Regions from separate parts of the Sus scrofa genome. Here regions 1 and 3 are each linked to region 2. The links are chromatin contacts, called in public Hi-C maps. All regions are on one chromosome and are shown on one strand. Each heading gives the region's core, a stretch centred on a gene start, on an enhancer-like site or on the middle of the called end of the contact. The rest is flanking DNA. Distances are from core to core; before and after follow the strand shown.

Region 1 (3,956 bases), core at 269-2,768, 320 kb after region 2:
CATACCTTCCCTTTCTTATATTACCTTCCATGACGATCTATCCCAAGAGACTAGATAGAGTTCCCTGTGCTGTACAACAGGACCTCCTTGCTTATCCATTCCTTTTTTTTTTTTTTTTTTTTTTTTTTGTCTTTTTAGGGCTATACCTGCGGCATGTGGAGGTTCCTAGGCTAAGGGTTGTATAGGAGCTGTAGCTACTGGCCTACACCATAGCCACAGCAACACAGGATCCGAGCTACATCTGCAACCTACAGTTCACGGCAATGTGGGATCCTTAACCCATTGAGTGAGGCCAGGGATTGAACCTGGGTCTTCACGGATGCTAGTCAGATTCATTTCCGCTGAGCCATGAAGGAAGCTCCTATACCAGATTTAATAGTTTGCATCTAGTAACCGCTCTTGCTGTGGAATAGCTCTGGCCCCCAGAACAAGAGGTGTTTTCCAGGACATGCAGGCCTTGCTACACACTGAGCCCATGTGTTGGCAGACTCCCTCCGAGAGCAGGGGGACTTTGGGGCTCTCTGTTCCCCTTCCCAGCAAACTCAGGACCCAGCTGCATTTGTTCTCTCTGTTTCTGCAGGGCTTCCGAGCCAGCCCTCGGCACCTTCGGAGACGGGCGGCAGCGGCAGCAGCTGCCCGGCTGGAGGAGGCCAAGCCGGTGGTGGAGGTTCACCACCAGAGCGAGCAGGAGGTTTCAGTGAGGAAGCGAAGACTCAAGAAGAGCAGCCGCGTGCAGCCAGAATTCTACCACTCCGTCCAAGGCGCGCCCGCCAGGAGGCCTGTAAGTAGAGAACTGTCTTCTGGGAGAATATGTTGTCGAATGCCACCGTCCTTCCTTTGGTCTTAAGAAGTGATCAGATGGGGGTTCCTGGTGGCTCAGTGGGTTAAGGATCTGGCGTTGTCACGGCTGAGGCTCAGCTTGCTGCTGTGGCGCGGGTTCCACTCCTGACCTGGGAACTTCTGCATGCCTTGGGGGTGGCCAAAAAAGGTTGAAAAAAAAAATGTGATGAACTTGAAATACTCAGGTTTTTCTCTTGGTGTCCCCAACGCTTGGTGGTGAACTCACAGAGTGCCATCCAGGTGTGTGGTTTCAGAGGAAGCGCTGGGGCAGGTGTCCAAGAGGCCAGCTCTGGTTCCCGGGGGCAGGGGGTGAAAAACTGGTGAATCCTGGCCCAGAAGAACAGGGTCCAGAGCAAGGATGGGGCCGCAGAGTTAAGCTGAGGGCTGGAGTGACGAGAACAGAGGCAACAGCAAAGTGGCAGTGGGGCTGGGGGCTCTCTGTTGCCTGGGGCAGTAAATACCTTCCCAGGATCCTTCCTTTACCTGCATCTCCCTTCCTTTGTCTGCATCTCCTGGAGGCGGAGGGTAGCAGGAGGTGTGGCTCCTTTGTGCTTCCTGTGCGCTCTGCTCTTCTGTCTTAGTTGGGGCTCCTTGGCCCAGGCTGTGACACTTAGGGATCTGCAGCTTAGAAACTGACATTTTAAAACTTTTAAAAAAGCATTTTGTGACTGCAGTACTCTCATAGTGCTTTAGTATTAAAAAAAAGTTTCCCTTCGAGTGAGTCACTCCTGTGCTGTGGGAGCCAGCCCATTATTTTTTTATCTGACATTCCATTCGAATGTCAGATAAAAAAATGAGTAATTTTTTTTTAGTATAAATGTATCCCAAATATTATATGGGTTAGACTTATGAAAAAAGAATCCCCTCCGCATTCATGGCTTACCTGAAGTTCAGTTTTAACCAGCCATCCTGTGTTTTGTTGTTGTCGTTGTTAAAATATTGTTGATTTACAAAGTTGGGCCAATCTCTGCTGTACAGCAAAGGGACTCAGTTATACATAGATGTGTATATCCCTTCTTTTTTATGTTCTTTGCCACCGCGGTTTTATCCCTGGAGACTGAATATGGTTCCCACTGCTGTACAGCAGGACCTCATTGCTTTATTCATCCTAAATGTCATAGTTTGCATCTACTAACCCCAAACTCCCACCCATCCCACTCCCTTCCCCTCTCTGCCTTGGCAACCACAAGTCTGTTCTCCATGTCTGTGAGTCTGTCTCCGTTGTGTGGACAGATTCATTTGGGGCATCCTGTGTTTGTAGTCCCTAAATTTAGCAACCCTAATCCATAGACAAGGATTGGGGAATGTGTGTTCTTTTTAAAATTTTACTGAAGTAGAGTTGATTTGCAAAGTTGTATTAATTTCTGCTGTACAGCAGAGTGACTCAGTGATACATATGTGTATTCTTTTTCGTATTCTTTTCCCTCGTGGCTTATCACAGGGTACTGACTACGTTTGCTGTGATAATGCGGCCCTATAAATTATTCAGACAGACTTGCCCTTCTGTGGAGTAACTGTGTGGCAGATGCACATGGAATGTGCTAGAAGCCAGAGAATGACTCAGTGACCAGGCCAGTGACAGTGGCAAGAAGCTGAGTTCCTTTACAGAAAAAGTCCTGTTAACCGACTGTAATATAAGCACGTATTTAGAGTTGAGAGTCTTCCTGTCATGATTTAACAAAGGCTAAGTAGAATTTGGTATCTATGTGGAACAAAATCAAGTAGTAAGAAAATTCATTCCACAAATGTAAGCTTTTTTGGGGGTGGGGGGTTTCTACCTGAGGTATGCAGAAGTTCCCAGGCCGGGGATTGAACCCACGCCACAGCAGTGACAATACTGGATCCTTAACTGTGAGGCCACAGGGAACTCCACACATAAGCTTTTTTTATTCAGGAAATAAGGGATTCACAGATATGTATTAATAATTAACGGGGTTGAGGGCTTCCTTGTGTAACAGGAGTTATTCTCTGTGACTCACTTAACAACCCTGTGAGGTAGATGCTGTTATTATTCCCATTTTCTGGATGATGAAACTGAGGCCCAGAGGAGTAAACAACTTGCATAAGGTGTTAGGTGTTTGGGGCTGAGTCTTGGGTTCTGGCCTGGGCAGCTGCCCCCAGAGCCAAGCCCTTACCCGCCATCTGCGGCCACTGGCTTCCTGCCCTCCACGACCTCACGGCTGAGGCGCTGGACAGATGTGCATAGTGTGGGTCTTCGGAGCCACACCCAGGGCCCTGGAGACAGTGGTACTTGCAGAGCAGCTGGAGGGCCAGGGCCGGGCTGGGTCCCGCAGGGCCAGATCACGGAGGGTATGTCCCGCTGAACCCTTGGGTTGTCTTCTGTGATGGGGCCTCTGTTGAAGGCAGGGAGTAGGCACATTTATGCCTATTTGCTCAGAATCTAGTGAATTCCTTCCTCTTAGCTCGCATGTGGATCAGGATGCAGAAGGAAGGAGTGGCCATCAGAGTGCAGAAACCTCCCCCTCTGCTCTTCCCTCCTGAGCCCCGTACATTGCTGCCTTGGGTACCAGGACACGTCCGCCTGCCTCGCAACTTTGCCCTTAAATGCCTCTCCTCGTTCTGTTTCCCGGCCAGTTCCAGTTCCTCTGAGGACTGACTCCTGATGAGGCGGCTTGTTCAGAAAGCCGTTTCTGATCCTGCCTCTCAGAGTGTTCTGACCCTGGGCGCTTTGTGCAGATCTCCGGTTTAGCAGTTGCCCGAGTGAGAGAGAAGGCTCTGTAGCAGGATGGACATGGGTTCGACCTGGCTCCAGGCCTCTGGCAGGACACCAGGCCTCTAGCTGCTGCCCTAGGGGAGTTTGATGGGAGGACTGTTGCCAGAAGTGTGGGCAGGGCCAGCCTGCTGCACCAGCCTCAGCTGGAACCTCCTGGTCTGCAGGGGCGGCAGAGGCCGGGGTCTTGCTGGGTCTTGGTGGGAGGAGCTGAGCCCTGGAGCAGACCCCCCAGAGCTGTGGGCAAGGAGTGCAGCTGAGCCCTGGAGTAGCCCCCCCCGAGCCTGGGGTGGCAGGGGTAGGGGTGGAGGATCAGGAGGGGGGCAGGGTGAGCAGCCCCCCTTATAGCTACCGCTGGTGCCTTCCATGGACCCAATCCCATAGG
Region 2 (3,685 bases), core at 450-2,949:
TCATCCTTCAAGGTCCAGATCACATTTCAACTTCTAGTAAGAAGTCTTAGTCAGACTGCACTAATCATTCCCACTTCTATGTTTCAATGGCACTATTATTTCCCTCTACTAGAGCACTTAAAATACTAAACTATAATTATTATTATGGATGTCCATCTTCATGAACTAGAATACAGCTTCAACAAAGGTGAGAATTATATTATTCAGCTCAAAATCCCTGTCACCTAAAATATAGTGGCACTCAATAAATACACACAGTACAGTGAATAAAGAATGAACAGTAAAATCTCAATAGAAAATCCTCAATAAATGTGTCGAATGGAAATGAAATTATTCTAATTCAGTCCCACAAAGCATGAGGTTCTCAAGAATATATAAATCCAGAGTTCCCACTGTGGTACAGTGGGTTAAGAACGTGACTGTAGTGGCTCAGGTCTCTGCAGAGGTGTAGGTTCAACCCCCAGCCTGGTACAGCGAGTTAAAGAATTCAGCATTGCCACAGCTGTAGTGTAGGTCACACCTGCAACTCAGATTCAATCTCTGGCCTGGGAACTTCAATATGCCACAGGTGCAGTCATAAAATAAAAATTTTTTAAAAAGAATATATAAATTCAAACTCAAATCACTCACACTTAAGTCTCTCAAAAGCCAAGTTTTCAAACTCTGTCAAAGATATGTTTTCAGAAGGTGGTTGCAAATAAAACTGAAGGCTATGTGGATAGCAAGCATTCCTTTGGTCATCTGCCAACCTCAGTTTCCTCCGCTTTCCTCCAAAAAACTCCATCTTGGTACCTTGGAAGAAAGCAAAAAAAAAAAGTTAAAATGATTGAAAGTGGAGTTAGAAACAAAAATGCAAAAATAACTCCACATGCACAGAGGGGAAGATAGCTGAGTTGAAGCATGCGCAAAGTGTTAACAGTAGCATCCCTGAGTCACGTCTTCTGTGTGTTCCACCCTTTCCACAACACATCTGTAACACCTGTGTAAAGCCGGTGGGAAAGCGGTGTGAGCTGAGGAGACACAGGCAGTGGTCCTGACTTCCAGCAACATCAATGTCAGATGACGCTGCCTGGTCACTTAGAGGACTGTGTGCCACCACCCTTAGGTCTTTGCCGTCCCAAGAATTCATGGGAGTTGCAGTCCTGAATTGGAGGAAACCAGGGTTGATTCTGGCTACCGAGCCTCAGTGGACCGGGTCCAGCTATCCGCTTCCCACCTTAGGACCCTGGCAGACAGACAGCGATCTTTGGAGTTACGGGTGTCGGAACCCTCCTCAGCAGCCCCCCTCAGAAGCATCCTCAGTAGCCCTCCTATCAGCCCCCCTCAGCAGTATCTTCAACAGCATCCTCAGCTGCACCCCCAATCAGCGCCCCTCAGCAGCCCCCCTCAGAGCATCTTCAGCAGTCCCCCCCCCTCAGCAGCATCCCCAGGAACCCAGCGAAGACCCCGCCCCCTCCCCTTCCCCCCATCCCCGGGCGGTCAATCAGCCCCGGGGACACTGATGAGCGACCCATACCCTATACCCGCCCTCGGCGCCCGTCGCCCCAAAGCTCTCGTCCCTTTTCCAGACTAGCAAGCCTCCACACCAGGATTGCTGCCCGCCCTAAACCCGCGGTGGTGCCTCTAACCTGCAACCACAGCAAACGTGAAGCCGAACAAACCCAAACAACCGCTTTTCCCGAGTGGCGGGAGAGTTCATATGGGGCCGGAAGCGGAAGTTGCTGGGCCCCAGGCCCTCCCTCCGAGGTCCCGCCCATGCGCGGGCCTGCGCATGCTCTGTGCGGTGCTGGGTGTAGACGGGATCGTTGCAGCAGGTTAAAAACGTTTCACGTGTCTTGGGCTGTGCTCCCCGTGCGTGGAACCGCTAGCTCTAGAGAGGAGAAGCTGGGAAGCGGCCCGACCTGGAGCGGGCGAGCGCTGAGGGCGGGGCCGAGCGCGCATCCACCCGGCGGCGCGGTCCTCCTGCACCCGCCCCCTGCTTAGGGACTCTGGTCAATCTTCCAGGAACCCTGTAAGGAGGGTCGTGTGGCCCCGGTTGTACAGACGCGAAAGCAGGAACTTGCCCATCTCCGTACAACACCTAATCTTTTTTCTCATGGACGGCAGCCCCCACGCGGTCGGGTTCTATGCCCAGTGCACTCCCCACCAACGACTCGTGCACGGCGAGCGCCCCGCAGAGTGTCTGGAGTGAGCTGGATCTGAAGTGAGCTGGAATGAATGAGTGCATGCGTGCATACGGAAGTTGCTCCGGGTCTACAAATGAGGCGCAGAGGCGAGCAGGTGCAAAACCCTGAGGAGAAAGTGGATCTGCGGCTGCAAGCTGGGAGCCACACCAGCTCCGCGATGTGCTCTAGACACTTTTCCAGAGCGGGAAATAAACTTCACTTGAGGCCTCCAGGGGGCGGGCGTGTCTCGCTTACCAAAGTAGCAGTGGCAGGCTCTAGTAAAGATGGGAGGTGAGGAGCGCTCTGAAATGTTTAAAATTTTAGAAATGCCAACTGTACTGAAACAATGTCAAGCTTCAGAGCACCTATCCAGCCTCCACCAGGACTTGCTCTAAGGAACTTAACAGATCAATTCATTTTATTCCAATAACCATCTGAAGTTGGTTCTATTATTAACCCATTTGAAAGATAAGGAAACCTAGAACAGAGACGCTAAGTGACATAAAGATCACATAGTAAGTGGGAGAGCTAGATTCAAAGTCTGGGAGACACTGCAAGCACCACAGTGCTAACCACCAGGCTGTGCCAATTCCACTAACATACCATTCCTCACCTTAATTCCTTCTTGCATCAGACACATAAATAATACCACCTGGTCTGATGAAGACACCTGAAAGCATAAGGACTGCCTGAAAAAAACCTTGATCACAGACCGTAAAAACATTTATATGAATGTTATTCTGATCTCTGGATAGAGAAGGAATTTAAATATCCCATTGTGGCTCAGTGGGTTAGGATTCAACATAGTCTCCGTGAGGATGTGGGTTGGATCCCTGGCCTCTCTCAGTGGGTTAAGGATCTGTCATTGCCACAACTCGTGATGTAGGTCACAGATGCCCCTCGGATCTGGTGTTTCCGTGGCTTGGCACAATCTGAAGCTGCAGTTCCAGTTTGACCACCAGCCTGGGAACTTACATGTGCTTCAGGTGCAACCATAAAAATTTTTTTTAAATTTTTTTTTAAAAGTATCTAAAGATCTGACTATAAAAACATAAAATTTGGGGGAATTCCTGTAGTGGTTCAGGGGACTACAAACCCAACTAGTATCCATTAGTGTTCGGGTTCAATCTCTGGCCTTGCTCAGTGGGTTAAGGATCTGGTGTTGCCCAGAGCTGTGGTGTAGGTTGCAGATGTGGCTTGAATCCTGTGTTGCTGTGGCTATGGCGTAGGCCAGCAGCTGCAGCTCCCATTCAACCCCTAGCCTAGAAAACTCCATATGCTTCAGGTGCGGCCCTAAAAAGACAGAAGACCAAAAAAAAACAAAAAAAAGAAAAAGGCTAATACCATGTAAAAAACTTATGTAAATTAACTGGGAAAAATCATAAGACACAAATGGAAAAAGAATAGCAATAAATAACCCATAGGCAAAATAACTAATGATAAAATGTGAAAAAAATGTTTATTATTGGCATGAAAGAAAATTTCTACTACAAAATTGGCAGATTTTACAGGAGTTCTCT
Region 3 (3,593 bases), core at 994-3,493, 260 kb after region 2:
ATTCCACAATGTATTAGCTTCATATAAACACACAGAAAGAATTAATAACATGCCATTATTTGGAGAAGGAAATGATAAATTAGCAACAAATCAGAAAATAACAATGGAACCTAAATACTAAATTCTTTCAACGATTTGGTTCGCTTATTACGAGTATCCTTGAGTAAACTGATGCAAGGAACAGACATGAACGCATCTAAAAAGAAATATCTACAATCCTACTGCAGGGCAGTTAAGTATTTGCCTGCCAAAAGAGATAAATGATGTTCTTGTGTGCACTTGAAGCTTATAAATGGCTGCAGCTAGACTGCAGGATGATAACAATTGTGCTAAAGTCATAGTTCAGAAAACCATAATTGATATTTAGTTGCTTTTTGTTGTTATAAAGGCACAGTTTGGGGTAAATTGGTTACTCTGTTGTGTTTGTGGTCTTAGGCTGTTTCAAGGCTATTTATGCCATTTCAGTTCTCTCACAAATTTTAGCCAAAGAGAGGTATAAAGTAAAGATGACCTTCTTACATTCTATTAGTTATTTCTCCCAATGTTTGCGGAAGGTGAATTCAGTTTTGTTGTTGTTTTAAATTACTCCACCTGGCCACTGTGAGGCAATGCAGGTACAGAATTCCCTTCCTGATGTGCCCTGCAGGGTGGACTCCCAGGCTTCCCTTCCATAAGCTTAGTTCAACGGGTGGGAATGTGGTCTCTCACTGCAGTAGGCTGCGGCTGCAGGGCACCTCTGAGTCACCTGCAGGAGAAGCAGTGCTACCTGCCTGAGAGCCAGGGACCCAGGAAGCTCATCTTGCCCTGCAGTGCAGTGGGCACCCTGATTCACCATTCTCACCTTACAAAGCATCTGCAAGCACGGTCTATCTTCAAACCGGAAAAATGAGTTAATGCTTATTTTGTTTCAGGAAACAGGTTGTGCAGAAGAAAACTCAATCCACTGTTTCTCATGTTGATGAATCTGGCATTTAACAAATACATTAGGCAATGCCTTTTTGAGTGCTCTTTATTGGCTACACAGAAGGCAATGGTTAAGCCTTTAAGTAGAGCTGTACATTTGATTTTGACATAAAACCACATTGATTTTGCGATCCTACAAGCAAATAAGAAAACTTTATTGCCCTTGATTCTTTAACTTCTTTCCAGAATTTTACAAATTAATTTTTACGACACAATTTCTTCAAGTCTTCTAAGTAGTCCAAAGAGGCTACCTTGATGGTTATTAGAAACTCCACAAATGCACGCAAGTGCTCCCTTGTTACTATACACTGCAGTTTCCTTATGCGAGTAAATTAAGCAAAAAACCAACCCCACGCGGGAAAAGTCAGCACTGGCTCAGAGCCGCAGGACGTGGCACGGCGCCGGCCAGCCGGTCGAGGTCGCTGCCGCAGCGGTCCGTCCAGGTGGCCAGGCGGCCGCAGGGACGTCACTGCAGCGCCCCCGCCGCGCCACCCGCGTCCGCACTGCGCCAGCTACCCCGGGAAAATCTCCTGGCCGCCTTCGCTGGTTGAGAAGAAAGGCGAGGGGGCGAGAGGGAGTGTGTGCGTTTGAGTGTGAACATCATCTCCTCAGGTCTCCTACAAAATTTCTCCGCAAAACATTTACAAGCCAGTCTCCAACTTCCTCCATCTGACGGTTCCCTAAATCTGAATCTGCCTCTCCCTTCAAGTGCACTAAAAAAGGCAAGGTTTTAGGGTCAACGCAACGCATGGTTATGAGAGGATGCAAAGTGACCGTTACTCGGCTGCGAAACCGCGCCCCGTCAGGGGGGGAAGAGTTCAAGTCCGCAGACCGGAGCGCTCCGCTGGGGAGCGCGCCCAGTTTTGAGGGGCCGAAGAGGGCGGGCCCCCAGTCGTGGGGGACCCCGATTCCAGGGAAGGCCCTGCCCCGGGCTCACGCTTCCGCGTGCGAGGAACCCCCCCGCAAGCAATAGCTCACCCGGCTGCATCCTCCAAAGCCCCAGCCTCGGGGCGGGGCGCGGGGAGGTGGGAGGTGGGGCAGCACCGCCTGAAGGCTCCCGCCGGCGCCTCGCGGTCTACCCCCGGCTCCGTGGCGCCCCCTGTCGCCGGGTTCCCCAGCGATCCGGCAGCGGCAGGCTGGTGGCAGCCCGGGAGTCCGGGAGCCGAAGGGCGCCCGGCCCGTGCCCCCCGGACGGCGAGGACGGGCGGGCGGCCCCGCGGGAAGGCGCTGGGCGCTCAGGCCCGAGCGCAGCCCGCGGCCGCCGCCGCAGCCATGTCCGCGCGCCCGCGCTGCCGCAGCCCGGCCGTGATGTCATCCGCCGAACCCCCGCCGCGGCGCCCCACTCCCGCCCCCCGCGGGCCGCCGCGTCCCCGCCCCGCCCCACGTGTTCCCGGCTTCGGGGATGCCGAGGCCGGCGGCGGCCGCAGGACGATGCACGGAGCCCGGGTGGCCGCGGCGGCGGCGCTGCCCCTCCCCGCCCTCAGCGTCTCCGGCGGGGCTACGCCCGGGGGCTGCGCACGGACGGGGGCGGGGGAGCCTGGGGGGGGCGGGGAGGGCTCCCGGCCGCCAAGTGCCTGCCGGGTCGTCGTCTGCTGAGTCATGGCCAGAGCTGCCCGCAGTCCGGGCTCACTCGCGTAGCGCGGCGGGCGCGGGTGCGCAGCCATTGGGCCGGGCGCGGGGCCGCGAGCGCCGGGCATGACGCGCTGAGCCGCGCTCGCCCGTGCCCGCCGCTCCGCGTGCGCCCCGCGCGGGTGCCTGTGCCGCCGCCCTCCAGCCCCGCCGCCAGCCGCCCCCGCCTCGCCCGCACCATGATCGCCGCCGCTTTTCTCGTCTTGCTGAGACCCTACAGCATCCAATGTGCCCTCTTCCTCTTGTTGCTTCTGCTGGGCACCATCGCCACCATCATCTTCTTCTGCTGCTGGCACCGCAGGCTCCAGAAGGGGAGGCATCCGATGAAATCGGTCTTTTCGGGCCGTTCAAGGAGCCGAGGTAAGACACACCGCGACGGGTTTCTTCGGGCCAGGAGGAGCCTTTAAGCCGATTTGGAGAGGGAAGCGCGCTCGCTGCCTTCGGCGCTGCCGCTCCTTCGCCGTCCTCGCCCGCTCCCCCGGCCGAGTGCGTTTCCATGTTTAAGGTCCCTGTCCCCCTTCTCCGGCCCCCCAGGTTGGGGTGACCGCGGCAAGGCAGAGCGCGGTGAGGGAGGAACGCACCAGATGCTCGGTGTCAGCTTGCTTAAGCCCTGTGGGTGACTGGAGCGGAGTCCGGGCTGTGGCGGTCTCCTCACCTCCCCCAACCCCGGCCTGAGGTGTGGGGTGGGAAAGTGTGGCATGGACAGTTCGGGGCTCCCCAACTCCCCCAGAACTTTCCCTACAACTTCTCGCGGAGAAGTCATGTAGAGACTGATGGCCTCGTAGCCAACCCGCCTTGCAGGCTGTCCCCAGGCGTCTGCAACGCGCCTCCCCGACCCTGGTCTCCCAGGTGAGTCGTCGGTGACTCGGCAGGTGAAGCACAAGGAGTTAATTGAAGCCTCGTTTTTTGTTTTTTCTCCCCAGATGCTGTTTTGAGATCTCACCACTTTCGTTCCGAGGTAATTTATTTAGCGCGCACGCCCAAGGTCAGAAGTTCTCTTT

Evidence for each region. A called contact is a pair of places that touch in the nucleus more often than the background predicts.
Region 1: a Hi-C map of omental adipose tissue shows a contact between it and region 2, with 2.8 times the contacts expected there. The contact joins the enhancer-like site here to the promoter of PRIM2 in region 2. A contact is called at or near these places in 1 of 5 promoter capture datasets (liver), 21 of 47 Hi-C or Micro-C datasets (adipocytes, alveolar macrophages, blood and 14 more) and 1 of 2 datasets of contacts at active chromatin or transcription factors (skeletal muscle).
Region 3: a Hi-C map of embryonic fibroblasts shows a contact between it and region 2, with 5 times the contacts expected there. The contact joins the promoter of BEND6 here to the promoter of PRIM2 in region 2. A contact is called at or near these places in 3 of 47 Hi-C or Micro-C datasets (embryonic fibroblasts, epiblast stem cells and fibroblasts) and 1 of 2 datasets of contacts at active chromatin or transcription factors (skeletal muscle).

What each region holds. Positions count from the first base shown.
Region 1 is chr7:28,867,988-28,871,943 of Sscrofa11.1, forward strand. DST (dystonin) reads left to right here. Exons shown (of 101, transcript XM_021098579.1): 3 at 581-781. Among named protein-coding and RNA genes, the nearest start is that of DST, 58 kb to the left of the region's middle. Within about 2 kb of position 1,519, at least 3 of the 83 cell types and tissues checked have an H3K27ac peak or open chromatin away from gene starts, as enhancers often do. A contact at or near this core is called in omental adipose tissue, where this site is marked.
Region 2 is chr7:28,548,022-28,551,706 of Sscrofa11.1, forward strand. PRIM2 (primase (DNA) subunit 2) reads right to left here and starts at 1,700. Exons shown (of 14, transcript NM_001244164.1): 1 at 1,629-1,700; 2 at 631-792. The coding sequence starts at 784.
Region 3 is chr7:28,809,680-28,813,272 of Sscrofa11.1, forward strand. It overlaps BEND6 (BEN domain-containing protein 6), which reads right to left and starts at 2,244. Exons shown (of 7, transcript XM_001925201.6): 1 at 1,942-2,244. DST (dystonin) reads left to right here and starts at 2,744. Exons shown (of 101, transcript XM_021098579.1): 1 at 2,744-2,952; 2 at 3,516-3,550. The coding sequence starts at 2,772.